Linked DNA regions of Mus musculus: all the other regions are linked to region 1. Evidence: chromatin contacts called from public HiChIP or PLAC-seq and promoter capture Hi-C data. All regions are on one chromosome and are shown on one strand. Each heading gives the region's core, a stretch centred on a gene start, on an enhancer-like site or on the middle of the called end of the contact. The rest is flanking DNA. Distances are from core to core; before and after follow the strand shown. Region 1 holds the start of Uggt1 (UDP-glucose glycoprotein glucosyltransferase 1). Region 2 holds the start of Lman2l (lectin, mannose-binding 2-like). Region 3 overlaps Cnnm4 (cyclin M4).

Region 1 (2,945 bases), core at 426-2,925:
CATCCATTTGATTTCCACTCCAACAAGTTACTATTCATATGAATGCAAAGGATTGGCTCCCACCAGAGACGTTCTAACTAAGGTTTCTCCTTAGCTCCATCTATTCCCCAATAGTTAAATGCACACTAAGATACCCTGCTACTTTACAAAGTATTGTTTTACCTCTTTTAATAAAATTTTGGGTCCGGGGAGATGGCTCAATGGATAAAGGCAATAGCTACAAAGCCTGAAAACTTGAATTCAATCCCCAGACCCCCATGGTGGAAGGAGAGAGCCATCCTTTAAAGTTGTCTTCTGGTCTCTACATAACAAATTCATATTCTCTCTCCCACCTCTTGATATAGACAAACAGTCAGACAGAGAGACAGACATTTAATTTGTGTCTCTATATCTAGATCCTCTCTCCCTTTCTCTTCCTCCCTCAAGAAAGCAAAAAAGAAAGTTTTAGCAAGATGGCTCTGTGGGTAAAGGCTCTTGCCATGCAAGCCTGGTGACCTGAGATTGAGCCCTAAAAAGAAAGCCACACAGAGGTGGATGGAGAAAGCTAACTCCACTAAGTTGTCCTGTATACACACAACAAAATCTAAGTAAACAAAATAAAATTTTTTATTTAAGAAAGAAAAGTTTCAGCTAAGTTTACCAAAAACAAGTCAAGTGGAAAGGCTACAATCTGCTCCAGTTTTGTAGTGTTAACTAGCTTTGTAAAATGTCTCCAAGCAGATCTGGTGGTGGCCGGGATTCCAAGGGTAGCCTATGATCCTGAGACCCTACCTCCAAAGGGGTAGGACAAGCAAACAGACATGACTATGTCTTCATGCGTTTGGCAGTGTACAAGGTATTACTAGGAAATAAAGAACTTTATACTACAATAAGCTTGCACGGGCACAGATGTTTCCAAGGCACTGCAAGGGCAAGATCATAGGTCTCAGAACAAACAAAACACTCTCTCCATTTCAAACCTGGCAACAAATGCAGAACAAGAGAGCTTTCAGCCCAGCAGCAAGAAGAGCTCACGATCACAATGTTTTGGAGATGCACAGATCACAAGCTAAAAGTGAAGTGAACCGTCCAATTTCACGCCAAGAGATCTTATCACCCACAGATGCATCACCTGAACTCAGAAACCTATAAAAACGCCAACTCGTTTCTCCAGAATCATGCAAAATGCTGATTCTCAACCTACTTAGGGTCAGACTTGGTCTAAAGTCCTGGGGGCGCTTCCTCCTCCTACACTTCAAACAGGGTCAGGACTGCTGGAGTGAGCCCGCCGCCACTCTGTCCCCAGAAGACCGCTGGGGACGACTTGAGGCGCTCGTGGAGAGAACACTGGAGGGAAAACCGAGTCAGAGTACAAGAGGAAGCCCAAGGTGACTCGGACTCACGGTCGCCTCCCGCGCTGGCCCCTCTCCTGTTCCCGAGGCCTCCCCACGCCACCCAAGGTACCTGTCACCCGCCGCGCAGCCGCGGCATCCGCAGTGTTCGCATCCCCCCGGCTGCACATGCCCGGGCCGCGCTTCGTCCACTCCGGTGTCTGCAACGACGCCTGGGCAGGGCGGAGCAGCGGCGATCGCCGGGGAGGCTGCGCCAGTGAGAAGCCGACACGCGCCTTTCCCGCCGCTCCTCACAAGCCGGTTTCTCAAAGCAATAACCCAGTTGCCAGCTGCCCCTGCACTTCCGCTTCCTAGAGGCGAAGGCAGGACGACTTCCGGCTATCGAGTGCGGCGGGGGTTTGCCAGAGAGTCCCGCAGCGGCCATGAAACCGGCATAAGACCCGCCCCTTCTCTCGGCCCCTCCCCTCTCCTGGTTGAGCCAGCTCGCCTCCTGAATTTAAGATCCTAGAAGACCCAGTTCAAGCAGGTGAGCTTCAAGGCGCAGTCCAACCGCCCCGGCAGATAGTTATTTCAACCTTTTTCTCCCTATTTTTATTATTTATTCCTCTCAAGTTAAATAAACGTACACAAACTCAAGACACAAAAAGCAGAAGAAGCTCATGCTGGGCGTGGTGGCACACACCTTTAATCCCAGCACTCGGGAGGCAGAGGCAAACGGATTTGTGAGTTCGAGGGCAGCCAGGGCTATACAGAGAAACCCTGTCTCGAGAAAAAAAAAAAAAAAAAAAAAGGCAGAAGAATCTCTGTGAGTTCAAGGCCCTATCTCAAAAGGAAGAAAAAGTTATAAATTTGTTTTAGAGTATGTGATGTTGGTTAATGCAGAGATCCATAACTAGTCAAACTGACTGAGACTAAATGATCTCAGCTCTGACTGAAACACCTATATCACCACCTCCAAGACCCAAGCAGCATCAGGGGAAAAGAAAGCAAAAAAGACAAAGGTTCTTGCTGCTAAGCTGGAAACCTAAGCTCAATTCCCAGAATACACCGCAAACGCCAGGCACGGGCTGCGGAGATGACTCAGTAGACAAAGTATTTGCTGCCCAGATGTGAAGACTACAGTTCAGATCTCCAGGACCCCTGTAGAAATTGTAGTAATAGCTACCTGTAATCCCAGTTCTCAGGAGGCAGAGACAATTCCTCTGGCAAAGTGGCTAGCCACACTAGCCAGAATTCTTGAGCTCAAGAATTCTACCTCAATAAATACCGAGTGACTGGGGAAAATACGAAGTGTCAATTGAGCTTGTGTGCAGGCACACACATATATTCATACATACACACACACACAGGCATACATACGTGCATGCACACACACACATACACACACACACACATAACATACTAGCCAAGTAAACACTGGAGGTAGAGACAGGCAGAACTTTGGGTCTTACTGGCCAGCAAGCTACCAGCCAAATGGGTGTGGTTCAGACTAGTGAGAGACACTCTCAGAAAACCAAACTGGACATTGTCCTGAGAAATGACAGCTGAGACTAATCTTTAGCTTGCACACCCATGCACACACATGTGTACCAAATTGGAGACACTGACTTGCAC
Region 2 (3,238 bases), core at 358-2,857, 200 kb after region 1:
GATCCTACAAAGACTGGAGCCATTATTTTTCCTTTAGTATTATTAATGAATACATGAATTAATGTTTTTCTTTTTCTTTTTGAATGTGAGTCTCAATATTCTGTCTCAGGCTCCTGGACCACAGGTACCTGACATCTCACCAAACTTCCTTCAGCTAAATTCTTCAGCTGAAGAATCCAACCCACCACAGAGCTGTCATTTACACATGGCACAGTAACAGTAGTTGAGATCTGTATGTGTGGGTGAACTTTAGCACTATGAAAGGACAAAAATTTTGTCATTTATATTAAAAGAGATATATTCTCAAAAGCCTATGAGCTTAAACATATTCTTTTAAAATCAATCTTTCAGGCCGGGCAGTGATGGCACACACCTTTAATCCCAGCATTTGGGAGGCAGAGGCAAGCGGATTTCTGAGTTCGAGGCCAGCCTGGTCTACAGAGTGAGTTCCAGGACAGCCAAGGCTACACAGAGAAACCCTGTCTCGAAAAACAAAATAAATAAATAAATAAATAAATAAATAAAATTTAAAAAATAAAATAAAATCAATCTTTCAAGTGTAGCTGATTATCCCCAAATCCCTTAGACTAAGTATAAGTACCCCCAGGGTGAAAAACCAGACTAACCCATAGTATCAGCAGGGACCAACACTAAGGAGGTACTACAACCAACCAGTAAAATAATGACATCTTAGTAACAGAAATGACATCTTAGTAACAAAAATTCAAACTGCTTTCTGCAGTTTAAATTTGTGTTTCCTGCACCCCCTATCCACAGCTCTGCGAGAAAAACAAACTTGTATTAAGCTCTAACAGCATTAATTTCTCTTCTTTGTAGACACCTGTGTCAATTTTCTGACACTGAGCTGTGCTTAGAGATCTAGAAATCCCTGAAGAGAGCAATGCTAACCAGCCTCTTTCATCATCAGGGCTCGCGGCCTGGGAAGGAAGGAGCAGGTGTTCTAACCAGCAAACAGACTTTTTTCCCCCTCTCCTTCCTCAGTCCGACCGAGTTCTACCCGGGTTCTTGCTTTCTATCCAGAGCAGCCACCACTCTATCCCGACACCGGCTCATCGCTAATGGTCCTCAACCATCCCTCATTTATCTCAGTTCTCTCTCCTCATATTTCTGTCCAACTCCAAACACCTCTTCCTTCGAGCCTGACACTAGTGACAGCTGAGAGCCCTACCTAGACCTACTAGAAACTTCTAGCGCTCGGAAAGGGGCGGGGGTGGGGGGCGGACCCTTGTCCTTCGGACCTGTGGCTCTTCAAAGGAGCGGAGATCCTCGGGGCGCCCCCTCCCGCCGGGGACTGCGTCCTCGAGCTCAGTCCCGACTCGGTCCCCAAGCCCTCCCTGCACGACCACCTCGCCCCGGGCGCCTCACCCTGGTAGGGCTTCGACAGCGAGTGCTCCCGTTTCAAGTACTCCACCGCTTGACCCGCCCTGACATGCCGCGGCCCCGGCCCAGACCCCAACAGAAGGAGAAAGAGCAAAAGCTTGGCCCCGTCCCGAGCCCACGCGCGCCGCCGCCACCGCTGCCACCAGGAGGGTCTCGAAGCCGCCGCCATCTTTCCCACCGCCGGCCCTTCATCAAAAAGCCCGCCCCGTGGCCCAACCCATTGGCCTGCGGAACCATCGGCCCGATCTCCCATTGGCTCCTGGAGAGTTCCCTCCCCCGCAGGTGAGTATCCCACCGATTGGCTGACTAGTAGCAGTTGCCTTGCCAACCCAGGCAAGGGGCGTTGCCGAATGTCCAGACTCCCTTCTCTGCTTTTGTCCCAGGCTTCACCAGGCCTGCTAGTAATAGAGATTCTTAGTTTGTTTCTGCATTCTATAGTAAATTTAAAGCGATAAAACATTTTTTTTTCCCGATTGTCACTGCCATTTGTACCTACCTGGCCGCCAAGCTAACAGCCAAGAGGGCATAGAAGTAAAAAGAAAAATAGACAAATCCGTGACTAAAATGAGTGGAAGGAACTGAAGACTAGCTGTGTTGGTAAAGAACTTGACTTACGATGTGGGAAGGCATTAGGTCATCCCAGCACTCTGGAGACTGAGGCAGGAAGGTGAGGAGTTCAAAGTCAACACAGTGAGTTAGGGAGTGACCTAAGTAATTCATTAGAATGAAACGACTGGTTCCAGGGTGGTGGTGGTGCACGGATTGTATCCCAATGCTTGGAGGCAACGGTATTTGGATCTCTGAGTTTGAGGCAAGCCTGGTCTACAGAGCAAGTTCTAGAATAGCCAAGGCTACACAGAGAAACCTTGTCTCAAACAGGCAAACCAAACCAAAGAAACAAACATCTGGCAAACTGTCTCAAACAGGCAAACCAAACCAAAGAAACAAACATCTGGCAAACTGTAAAATGTGTAAAGGGCAGCCTGGGTTACATGCTGGGTTGACGAGCACAATCAACCAACATCACATGATGATATTTATAGAAATTAAGTGTATGCTAAATTCTGTGTGAATTTTCAGGGTTACATGCTTTTATTGTGCAAACCTTGTTCCTTGATTTAAAATGATTGGTTAAATAGAATTGACTACAGCCAATTACTGGAGGGAGGGATTAGAGGTAGGTGGGTTTTAAGTTACTTAGTTGAGGGTGGAGAAGAGAGCAGAAGGAAGAGAAACCAGGGGAGAAGAGGAAGAACGAAAGAAGGGGAGGAAGCCTCCAGGAGACGAGATGGACTATGAGTCCATGGCCAGAAGAAGCAGCCAAGTACTTAGGCTGTACCACTGGGGAGGTAGCCAGGCCAGCAGTTAGAAGAGTAGATTAGGGGTTACCCCTAGAAACTGTCAAAGCCAAATAAAATAACCATAGTCTGAGTCTCACTTACTTGTAAGCTGGTCAGGGATAAACTTAAATTGGTTGTACTACACCCCAGAGTTCATATTTCACCAAGTTCCAGCTTCCTGCCTGATTGCTCACTTCTTTCAGAAAACTAGCTTCCTCTTACCTACTTCCTCCTGGAGGCCTCCCTCGACCCCACTCAGACCCGACCGTGTGTGCATTGCTGAGCTCTGACTCTGGTCCATAGATAGCTACAATGGACTTATCAGACTTGTGTCTACATCTTCCCAATAGACACAGTCAAAGCTAACTCTCTTCCAAACATGAGTAAATTTTACAGAGAAACAAGATGTGAGCTTGCCTCAGAGAAGATCAACTCTTGAAAGCTGACAAAGCTACCGATCTTTTACAACCCTATCTCGAGACAGATAAATGGTGACA
Region 3 (3,121 bases), core at 217-2,716, 250 kb after region 1:
GATTTGAGGACACAGAAGAAGGCTACAAAATTTTACTTAGAGTCTGGGAATATAGCACAATATTCGAGTGCCTGCCTAACCTGCACACAGCCTTGATTTGGGATAGCGGTGCTCTCTGATGTGGGCAGGACGGTGCAGACCCTATAACCCCATGCACTTGGGAGGTAGTGGCGGGAGGGTCAGGGGCTCAGCTCCACAGGGAGCTTCAGAAAGTTCAGCTACATGAGACCCTGCCTTGAAGCAACAGATTTTTTTTTTTTTAATTTGAGCTATCTTGACACTTGTCTATTTAAGTCACTAGCAAGGACTCAGCTCTCCAGCATTAAGAGGTCAGGGAGGAACCAAGGATAGTAACACACCTCTACACACTTGTAATTCAAGCCCTTAAAAACTAAGTCAGTCGGGAGGTTCATGAGTTCAAGGTCAGCACAAGCTACAGAAGACAAAATCTGGCTGCTCACAACTACTGTCACTCCAGTTCAGTTCTGGAGATCTGACACCCTCTGCTGGCTTCCAGGGGCACTAAGAGTACGTACATGTGGTACACAGAGTGCATCCAGGGAAACACACACACATTTTTTTTAATTAAAAAAAAGAAAAGGAAGAAAGGAAAGGAAGAAAGGAAAAGGAAAAAGGAAGAAAAGAAAGAAAAGGAAGACACCCTGGGGCCAGGAATACAGCAGGGAAATGTCTGTTGCCAACGGAAAGGGGTTTCCAGGAGGGAGTAAGGACCACTGGCCAGCAGGTCCTCTAAGAATAAAACCTTCCCATTGAAGGTCACTGGTGATCTTAACAGAAGTGTCTTCTGTGAGAAAGAAAGGTTCTGCCATGATGAACAGCTGTCCCCTTTGGCAAAGCACACAGCTTGGGGGGCCTGAGCTAGCCCAGCATAGGGTTCTAAGTGGCTTCTTAGCTAGAAACCTTTTTGTAGGGCCCAGTGGGCAAGCTAGTGTCAAGAATTTTTGGCATTGAGCAAGGCCGACTGCTCAGTGGTTCCCTAGTGCTCCATGCCCACCAGGGGCCTGCCATGTGGGCAGCTGCTAGACTCTCTGTCCAGCTGTCATGTGCACGCCCTGACCATGGGCTTCCTGTGGTCTTGTACTACAGCCTCACTCCTCCTGGAGGCCTCAGAAGCCCTGGCAGGCAGCACCAGGCACAGCCTGTCATTCTCTCCTCCTCCTCCTCCTCTTCTTCCTCCTCTCCATCTTTTTTTTTTCCCCTTCTTGTGACAGGGGGTTAAGTATAGTCTAGGCAAGCCTGGGTTTGGTTGTATAACCCAGGATGGCCTCAAACTTGCAGCGATCCTCCTGTTTTTGCTTCTCGAGTATTGGGATAACAGATGTGAGTTACCATACCCAGTTTCTGTACTCTTTAAACAAAAGGTCCTCAATGTAAGGCCTTTCCAAGCACTGTGGTCCTCCTAGTCATGAGAGCAGTATCTGAAACCTGGCAAGGAAGGCAGACTCCGGTGACTGCCCAGTGACTCAAGCCTAATGTGTTGACATTGCTTCATACCTGACCTAGTGTGCTGTCCCCACAGGCAAGTCCCACCTGGCCATCGTGCAGAAGGTGAACAATGAGGGCGAGGGCGACCCCTTCTACGAGGTGCTGGGCCTGGTCACTCTGGAGGACGTCATCGAGGAGATCATCAAGTCCGAGATCCTCGATGAGTCGGACATGTACAGTGAGTTGAGCCCTCACCATGGGCCCAGAATCCTATTGTATCTCTGAAGTCTGGTATCCCTAGGCAGAGAGGCTACAGGGCATGGCTGGGGAGGCCCCAGAACCCCTGAGTCAGGTCTGGTAGTCAGCTAGGTGCCCTGTATTGTCTGTGGGGAGGAAGGGCACAATGCTGAGCCTCCTTCACCCTCCCTGCCTGGAGCCTGCTGCTCTGTGGAGAGAAGCCTGGGAAGTATAGTTCAGGTCCAGACCTTTCCTCTTACAGCTGATAATCGGACCCGGAAACGGGTGTCCGTGAAAAACAAGCGTGACTTCTCTGCCTTCAAGGACACTGACAATGAACTCAAAGTGAAAATCTCACCTCAGCTTCTTCTGGCTGCTCATCGCTTCCTGGCCACAGGTAAGAGCGTGAAGCGCCTTCCGCCATGGGTAGAAGGAAATGTAGTCACAGAGGGAGTAACCCTGGGCCTCTGACCATTCCTCCCAAGGAGAGCACTGAGTGCTGGCACACACTCACCTTGGAGAGGTCTGGGTATCTTACCCCCCTCCTCCCACAGAGATCATCATGTTCACCACGGCTGCCACAGACTCGCAGACACAGTCTAGCTAGTGTACAGAGCAAGCGCTGAGACATCCAAGGGAGTACCCGGCCCCCGGGCCCTTCAGGCTGTCTCCCTCTGACCTGCTAACCTGCCCTGAAGTAGGGCTTCCACCTTCCCTCTGTGCTGTGCTGTGCTGGGCTGGTTCCTACAGAGCTGACGTGTACCTCAGCAGCACTCCTCCCGTCCCTCTAATTTAAAGCACCTCTGGGACATGGGTGACAGTTGAGACAAACCCTGCCACCCATGCTGCCACTTCCCTTCAGGCCCACTTGCTAAAAGTGTCGGTAAACCCCTTTTCCTTTGTGTTTTTCCGATATGATGCAGAGTAGTAATTGTAGGAACACTTAATTAACATGCACCAGCCAAGAATACTCTACCTGTGGTGCCACTTAAGCATGAGACCACCCAGGGAAGTCGTGTCCCTATCTCCCTGATGAGAAAATGGAGACATGTAAGTTCAGTAGTCTGCCAAAGGGCATGACTGCTCTACTGGAGCTGTGGAAGCTGGCTGATGCCATCTAAGCCGCAGAAGCCAAGCGTGGTACTTCCCAGGGAGGTGCAGGCTGAAGAAATGGCCCAAGCAGGGAGGAAGCCATTCTAGTACAGAGTGGCGTGGTCACGTCCATGTTGGCTGCCTGTCCCGGGCGGGCACCTGTGAAGTCCTGTCTCTCTCCTGCAGAGGTGCCCCAGTTTAGCCCCTCTCTGATGTCAGAGAAGATCCTGCTCCGGCTGCTCAAGTACCCCGACGTCATTCAGGAGCTCAGGTTCAATGAGCACAACAGGTACTGCGTTCGCCACTACCTGTACACCCGGAACAAGCCGGCCGATTGCTTCGTCCT

The links. HiChIP or PLAC-seq counts read pairs in DNA pulled down with a chosen protein or histone mark. Capture Hi-C pulls out chosen DNA fragments and counts their contacts.
Region 2: a promoter capture Hi-C map of liver shows a contact between it and region 1. The contact joins the promoter of Lman2l here to the promoter of Uggt1 in region 1. A contact is called at or near these places in 2 of 39 promoter capture datasets (cranial neural crest and pre-B cells), 3 of 115 datasets of contacts at active chromatin or transcription factors (the SCID.adh cell line, effector CD8 T cells and pancreatic cancer cells) and 2 of 9 other capture datasets (adipose tissue and liver).
Region 3: a contact with region 1 is called in a FOXA1 HiChIP or PLAC-seq map of pancreatic cancer cells. The contact joins the enhancer-like site here to the promoter of Uggt1 in region 1. A contact is called at or near these places in 2 of 39 promoter capture datasets (the 3T3-L1 cell line and pre-B cells), 1 of 115 datasets of contacts at active chromatin or transcription factors (pancreatic cancer cells) and 1 of 9 other capture datasets (embryonic stem cells).

The regions. Positions count from the first base shown.
Region 1 is chr1:36,242,627-36,245,571 of GRCm38.p6, forward strand. It overlaps Uggt1 (UDP-glucose glycoprotein glucosyltransferase 1), which reads right to left and starts at 1,676. Exons shown (of 41, transcript NM_198899.2): 1 at 1,444-1,676. The coding sequence starts at 1,501. Gm39625 (a long non-coding RNA gene) reads left to right here and starts at 1,683. Exons shown (of 2, transcript XR_865343.3): 1 at 1,683-1,857.
Region 2 is chr1:36,443,664-36,446,901 of GRCm38.p6, forward strand. It overlaps Lman2l (lectin, mannose-binding 2-like), which reads right to left and starts at 1,608. Exons shown (of 8, transcript NM_001013374.2): 1 at 1,387-1,608. The coding sequence starts at 1,570.
Region 3 is chr1:36,496,450-36,499,570 of GRCm38.p6, forward strand. Cnnm4 (cyclin M4) reads left to right here. Exons shown (of 7, transcript NM_033570.2): 2 at 1,541-1,684; 3 at 1,946-2,080; 4 at 2,962-3,121. Among named protein-coding and RNA genes, the nearest start is that of Cnnm3, 14 kb to the right of the region's middle. Within about 2 kb of position 1,467, at least 13 of the 459 cell types and tissues checked have an H3K27ac peak or open chromatin away from gene starts, as enhancers often do. A contact at or near this core is called in pancreatic cancer cells, where this site is marked.